2 separate regions of the Oryctolagus cuniculus genome follow, and region 1 is linked to region 2. A link is a contact called in public Micro-C data. All regions are on one chromosome and are shown on one strand. The core of a region is the stretch at or near the end of the contact, and the rest is flanking DNA. Distances in the headings are between cores, read along the strand shown.

What was found. A called contact is a pair of places that touch in the nucleus more often than the background predicts.
Region 1: a contact with region 2 is called in a Micro-C map of ear pinna, with 2.9 times the contacts expected there. The contact joins the promoter of OLFML1 here to the enhancer-like site in region 2. A contact is called at or near these places in 3 of 6 Hi-C or Micro-C datasets (ear pinna, psoas muscle and an unstated tissue).

The regions. Positions count from the first base shown.
Region 1 is chr1:58,985,398-58,989,149 of mOryCun1.1, forward strand. It overlaps OLFML1 (olfactomedin like 1), which reads right to left and starts at 2,360. Exons shown (of 3, transcript XM_051823924.2): 1 at 1,751-2,360. The coding sequence starts at 1,876.
Region 2 is chr1:58,785,371-58,788,686 of mOryCun1.1, forward strand. It overlaps PPFIBP2 (PPFIA binding protein 2), which reads right to left. Exons shown (of 26, transcript XM_070074030.1): 25 at 2,660-2,725; 26 at 1,070-1,528. The coding sequence ends at 1,457. Among named protein-coding and RNA genes, the nearest start is that of CYB5R2, 13 kb to the left of the region's middle. Within about 2 kb of position 1,446, at least 3 of the 8 cell types and tissues checked have an H3K27ac peak or open chromatin away from gene starts, as enhancers often do. A contact at or near this core is called in ear pinna, where this site is marked.

The DNA of each region.
Region 1 (3,752 bases), core at 1,110-3,609, 200 kb after region 2:
ATGCAGAGTAACAGAGTCAAAGCTATTTCAAAAGGAGAGAGAGAGAGAGAGAGAGAGAGAGAGATTTTCCATTTGCTGATTCACTCCCTAAACGCCTGCCACAATCAGGCAATCAGGGCTGGGCCAGGCCAAAGCCAAGAGCCCCAAACTCAACCTGAGTCTCCAGTGGATTGCAGGGATGCAAGTACTTGAGCCATCATGTGCTGCCTCCCAGAGTGCACATGAGCAAGAAGTTATAACCAGGAAGGGTTGGGTTTTGATCCTAGGCACTCCAATATGGGATGTGGGCATCCCAGACTGTGGCTTAACTGCTGTGACACAGTGCCTGCCCCTAGTCTGTACCTTACACCCTGTTCTGCAGACTAGCATTGAAGGACAATTGTTAGGGATTTGGCTGGCTGTATTCAGGGCAAGTCAGTGCTAAGTGTTGTATGTAATTCTGGCAGGTTTAAGCAGGTGAGACTGGGGAGGAGGTATCTGAGAGTAAGCAAGGGAAGACGCTGTGTAGCAGATAAAGTGCCACCTGTGATGCCAGTATCCCATATGGATGCCAGTTTGAGTCCCAGCTGCTCTACTTCCTATCCAGCTCCCTGCTAATATGCCTGGGAAAGCAGCAGCAGATGGCCCAAGTGCCTGTGTCCCTGCACCATGTGGGAGACCCAGAAGAAGCTTCAGGTTCCTGGCTGTGGCCTGGCACAGATCTCTCCCTCTCTCTGTCTCTGTCTCTCTCTCTCTCTGTAACTCTGCCTTTCAAATAAATAAAAAAATAAATCTTAAAAAAAGGAAAGCATCAGCAAGAGGCCACTGGCCTGGGAACATATATCTCATCCTCAGTATGTATGGCTGGAGAATGGTGGGAAATGTTTTCAGCCTATTTTATGGATTTATTTTACCCTGGCTCTAAAACTAGATAACCAGATAATTTGGACTTAAAGATTTTTTAAAAAAATATAGAAAATAAGTATTGGAGATAAGAATTTCTTTAAAAGAAGATACATAATTTATCAGTTAACTTGTACAAAAGCAAGGCATTAAGTATGAAATAGTTAATGCCAGTGCTGGGGTGTGGCAAAGTCTAGCATGGAGCATGACATTTTTCCTTGGGAGCCTGTCCACGCTGCAATCTTAGAATTTGCACGTTTTAATGAGGTGGCAGCCCACATGCTTTCTCTCTATTAGCATTGCTGGAATCTGCTTATTTCTAAGTCCAACTCCAGATTGGCAAGAGCAGCAAAGACTTTGCTTCCTGTTACATGGATATTGGGACTGTTTACAGTGACCTTATGATTTTTCATAAACAGATAACGATAAAATTCATTCTTATCTTGATACAGTAAACATGAAGAAAAAATGACCCAAATTTTTAGTTTTTACATTTAACTCAACGAACTATTGAATTTCGGATGTCCAACATTTTGGATATTTACCACCATCCCAAAAATTCTAAGTATGCATTAATTTATTAAATCTTCAGGATAGCCTTAGAAGGCAAATTCCATTTTTATCCCTATTTTACAGATGAAGAAAACTGCCAGATGAGAGTCTAGAGTGAAGCTAAGCTCAAGGTCTGGGAGTGGAAGAGGCAGGACTGTGGAGCCGGTGCCTTCAACTGCTCGACCAGGAACATTTGTAAGCCGTAATCTTAGCAACGTGGTTGTCATTTCCTATCCGGGAAACATGCATCCCAGTAGCTAGGGAAGTGTGGGTAAAACAAAGTGGCTTCTGGGAGGCGTGCACAGATGCCACCTACCTCCAAGACTCGAAAGCGCTGGTAGATGTAATGTACCATGGCAGGGTCCTGCGCACACTGTGGTGGAGGCAGAAATGCTGCAAGGAACAGAAGCAGAAGGGCAGAAACTCGCTGAAGGACCATCATCCTACAGACTTCCGGGCGTGAAACCCCTTACGTTGTGGTTCTAGAAGACGACTCGGGGTCCAGGTGGTGGTTCCAGCTTTGTAGCCGCTGCTGTGGCAAATCCTCAGAAAACAACTTCTTGCACAGCCGCAGAGCAACGGTCACTTGTTGTTCCACCCCATGCATGATCTCAGTTTGCAAGCTGGTGATCAAGTCCAGCTGTTGGTAAATTGGTCCCTGGAGGCCTTGCAGGCCAACTTGGTGCAGAGAGCTCCCTGGGTCCAGTATCTATTTCCCTCACCCTTGACACACGCAGGGACCCTCCCCAGGCTAGTGACTGTGGGCTGCTTTCAGCCCTGAGGCTGTGGATGTGTACATTGGGGTGGAGGTGGGGAGGTCGTCCAGCCCCTATTCCCCTCCCCCAGCTACTGCCTTTTTACTTCTGCTTCCAGCCTCCCTAGTAGATTCTGCAGTCCAATCACAGGCCTGATCCAAGACAAACCACCCCCTCCTTCTTGGAGTTGGAATCTCTTGTAACTTTTGGCAAAAATTCCCAGGATACTTTTCCCAGAAGTTCCACTGGGAGGGAGACCCCACCTCTCTTCCTGATTTCCTTTGTATTCCTGCAGCTCTTAAAGGCACAGCAAAGAATTGAATACCGATCTTTCCCTATCTCTGAAAAGCTATTGCATGGGGCAGCATGGCTCCTTGGGCAGAAAGGTACAATGGGCTACAAGCCTGACTGTCCAGGTGGACAGCTGAAAATCTCAGGGTTGAGCTCAGAATTTTCTTAAAAGAAATAACAACAATTATTCAGACAGTAATGCTTCCAGAGCAAAGCTATCAGGAAATGAAAGTCCTTTGTAAGGAAGTGCTAGAGTTTTCTCAATCACTAAGGTCAGAATTCCTTTCTTAGAATTGCAGGCCAGAAATGTGTCCAACCCCTACGGAAGGCCCTAAGCCAATTGAGATAAATCATATCTCTAGGACAAAGAGGTAGAATCTTCCATTTTTGCCTTTGCTGTCCAGTTCTCTGCTTCTCCGGACCTCTCCCTTCCTGAGTGTTCCCAGCTCTTAAAGGCACAGCAGAGAAATGGTTTCCCCATGGTTCTTTCTCAATTACCTACCAAAATGGGGAACTGTGGGACATCTATGGACTATGGAGAAGGCTCTGACCAGAACTCAGAAGAGCCAGGTTTGCATTCAGTCTCTGAAAGAGGTGCTAAAGACTGAGAATTTCCCACTTGTCCCCTCTGAATGTGGATGTTTCTCTCCACCTCTCTTTCATATGGTCTAAGCATTTGGGGGCTGGCGCTGTGGCACAGCAGGTAAACCTGCCTCCTGCAGTGCCAGCATCCCATATGGGTGCAGGTTCCAGTCTTGCCTGTTCTACTTCCAATCTGGCTCTTTGCTGTGGCCTGGGAAAGCAGCGGAAGATGGCCCAAGTGTTTGGGCCCCTGTACCCCTGTGAGAGACTCAGAAGAAGCTCCAGGCTCCTGGCTCAAATTGGCCCAGATCTGGCCATTGCAGCCATTTGGGGAGTGAACCAGTGGATGGAAGACCTCTCTTTCTCCCCCCACCTCCCACAACTCTGGCTTTTAAATAACACATGCATTCTACATTAATGAAGTTAAAGAATTACCTGTGTGTGGGTGGGGAGGGAAAGAACACAGCGAGAAGCTTCAGTCACAGTGCAGGGCTGCTTCCGGGACAACGGCTGCATCTGTGGGATGGGCTTGGAAGTTTCTCCAGCCCTGACAGGTACCTTGTCTCTGGTCACCAGTGATCGCCAACCCCCACAGCACCTGCTCTGCATTCATCAGGTTTATAGGTAAAGTCTGGCAGGTTTTCTTTGATTGACCACACCTGGTCTTCGTTGGTGAGTTTTATTCTTTGC
Region 2 (3,316 bases), core at 196-2,695:
CGAGGCAGGGACTGTGGCATTCATGCCTGTATCTCCGGCTCCTCCCCAGCCTTTCCAGGAGTGGAAGGTACTTAGCACACCTGGGAAGGAGTGGGTGGGGCCCTAGGAGCATGGACCTCCTGAGCAGGTTGAGGACCAGGACTGGGCCAGCCCACAGCGGGGACTCAGCGAGTTGGTGCTGAGGGTGGACATGGAATGACCATGCCTCACTTCAAGGTGACCTGTGATGTGCACAGGCTCAAGGGCAGACGCAGCACTGTGACACAGTCGACCTTCAACTAGAACATGCATGCAGGCCTCCCGAAAGAGAATCTATACAGGGCCTGGCCTCACGGAGGGGACCAGGAGGAAAAACGCATTCCACAGCGAGGGTAGGGCTTGAGGAACGGCCAGAGGGAGCCAAGACTAGACCGTGGGTTCATCGAGGCTGCAGATGGTCAAGGGCCTCGGACTCTATCTCTGGTGATCCTGTAACTGAGGAGTTCTGAGCAGAAAGACAACCGGTATCCAGCAGTGCTGCGGGGAGGTCCCCCTGGTGAGAACAGCGCTGACCAATGTGGGGTTGGGGGGCACGGAGACCAGCTGCAGTGATCCAGTGAGAGAGGACACCGGACCTAGAGGGTGGGGGGAGAGGCAGGGGAGGGAACTCTCTGGGGACTCGGTTGTGCCTCTCCGGTATGGGATTCTGGAGAAGCAACAGGCTTGTTTGGGAAGACGCTGAATTGCTATGGAAATGTGTTGCATTTGGGATCACCAAGGGCCTCCCACTAGGGGGAGCTGTTTAACCAGACATTACACCTGCAGCTGCTGAGGGAAGGCCTGGGAAACTGGGTGTGCTGTGTGTGCCAGCTGTGTGCACGTGTGCATTGGGGATGCACACACACACACACTGCAGATGCGGGTAGCTGGAGAGCAGCCAGGGCGGCAGGAAAGGAATCACAGTGCTTTGGCCTGCTCTCACCCTGAATACCCCGACATGGCCAGAGCTCTGTGTGCAAACACACCCCCGTGGGAAGCAGCCCCGAAGCTCCCCGTTATTTCACCCAGCAGTCACTGCAGGACATCAGAATGCCTGTTTCCGGCAGAGGCTTTATGAACTCACACTTCCTCCCCTTTGGTGTGAGGGCCTCCCGGCTGTCCCTGGGAACAGAAGAAGCCATTGAGTCTGTGTTGACAGCTCACTGCTCTCCCTTCAGAAGTGCGCTGTGGTCCACATAGAAAAGTACAAAAGGTATAAAAGCTGCAGTGAGGGGCACAGCACAACTGAAAACACACAGGGGCACGGGGGCACCTCCTGGACACCTGTCCACAGCTCTGCTTCACTCCTGTGGACACCCCGTCTGAGAGGCCCAGCCTGCAACTTCCAGGCTCTACGGGTGGCCGCGCGCCAGCTCCCACTGAAGCCAAGACGCGGGGCCCTGCACGTGCCTCTCTGGGCTCTCGGCCACGAGGAACGTCATCTCCACTCATCAGAGTCTGGAGCAGCCAGGCGAGAGTCGTTCAGCAGCTGGTCCTGGCTCAGCAGGGTCTGAAAGGACACAGCCAAAGGTGCAGTTTAACAGGGTTTTGGTCACGGCTGTTCAGGGGGCAGCCATTGGGAAGCAGAGGGCACTGGGTGTGGTCTCTGACAGTGGTAACTGTCAGGTCATGGCGTCTCAGGGACCCTGGTATTAGGTCAGAATAGATACTACTATCAAGATAAACAGCTTGTCTTAGAGGTAAAGTTGCTATTTCAAGGTCACCAAAGACCTGTTAAAGACTCTAAGGGCACAAGGTAGACAGATTCATTTCAGTGTGTGAGCCAGAAATAAATTGAATACAAATGATCTTGCTTGGGTTCAGGGCCACTCGTGTGCTGGCTTTGATATAGGCTCAATGTTCCTTAGCACAGCAGCCAGCAAAGAGTGGAGATGGGGCTTCCATATGTACAGACCAGATGATGCAGCCGATGGGCTCAGTGATGGGACCTCCAGGGATAAAAGGGCCCTGGGAAGTTAGGGGGCCTCAAACACACATCACTGCCAGCCTGGGTCTGCCTATAAGCACTACCAGGAGGATATTATTTGCCTGCTTTATGGGAAACTATGCCACGGCTCAGAAAGAGGGAGCGAGACACACACAGGCAAGGTCCCAGAGCTACTGAAAATCAGAGCAGGGGCTTGAACCAGGTCTGCTTCCCTCTAACCTACTGCTCTTCCTCCGAGCCCAAGCTGCGCCCCTGGCATGGTCTGCACTCCCGACCACACCAGGATGCACCCACATGCCTGTGATCTCCATGAAGCCAGTGACATGAGAGGAAAGGCGCGTCTCATGGGAAGGGGGCTGGGCAGTAACCGCTAGGCCAGAGTGCAGGCCTGGCTTTGGGCTGACTGGCCAGTGATCCAGAGCTTCCGAGCACCTGGGTTTCCTCAAAGCTCTGAGACTGTGGCGAGGACCCGAGACGCGGCACGCTTAGCCGGCTTCTGCTCCAGCCCAGTACCAGGCCAGCACAGAGGGCCGCTGGGCTGCTTTCTGCCTCAGGACTGGCTCAGGCGCAGGCTCTGATCCCAGCGCCCAGCACCATCCTGTGCTCTCCCCATGCCGTGGCACCGCCACACCAACCTCACTGCCCACAGCTGTGCGCCCTAGTCCTACTGCAGGGAGAGGGTGACGGTCCTACCGTAAGGCGGTGAATGTCTTGGGAGAGGAGCCCTATCTGCGTCACAGTGCCTTCCGAAGGTGCCATCTGTAAAATGGGCACAGGCTGGTCAGCGCCATCGAGCCAGCTTGCGATTCAGAGATGGCATGCAAGTTGAGTCCTGCCGGGGCCTGGCTTCTCCAAGGCATGCTTACCTACAGGGACGGGCAAGAAGGGTGCCAGGCCCCGACGAGTAACGGGTGGGTGGGGCACATGCTGCTTCTGTCCCTGGGGAAAGGCACCCAGCATCCTGCATGCACTCTCTCTCCTTGGGCTCCACTTGTCGCCAGCACTTGATACAGAGAGGCAGGGCCCAGGCCTGTCAAAAGCAGCTCTTCTGCTAATATTCAGGGTCCCAGCTATTTCCAGGAGCAAAGAGCAGTGGGGACGAAGGCTTTCAGGATGCTGAACAGGTTGTCAGTTCCTGGGTACCAACAGGATTCCAGACACCGGTGCCCAGACACTGGCATGGGTGGGCATTCTCAGGAAGCTGCTCATGGGGGCGCCTCTCGCCTCCTGTATGCCTGCTCCTTCTTCCCCAAACGCACTTAGACACTGGAGATTTGGAAGCATCCCCTGTAGATTTCGAGGACCAACTATAACCCCTTGTTTTAGAGGTGGGAAAATTGAGGTCCACAG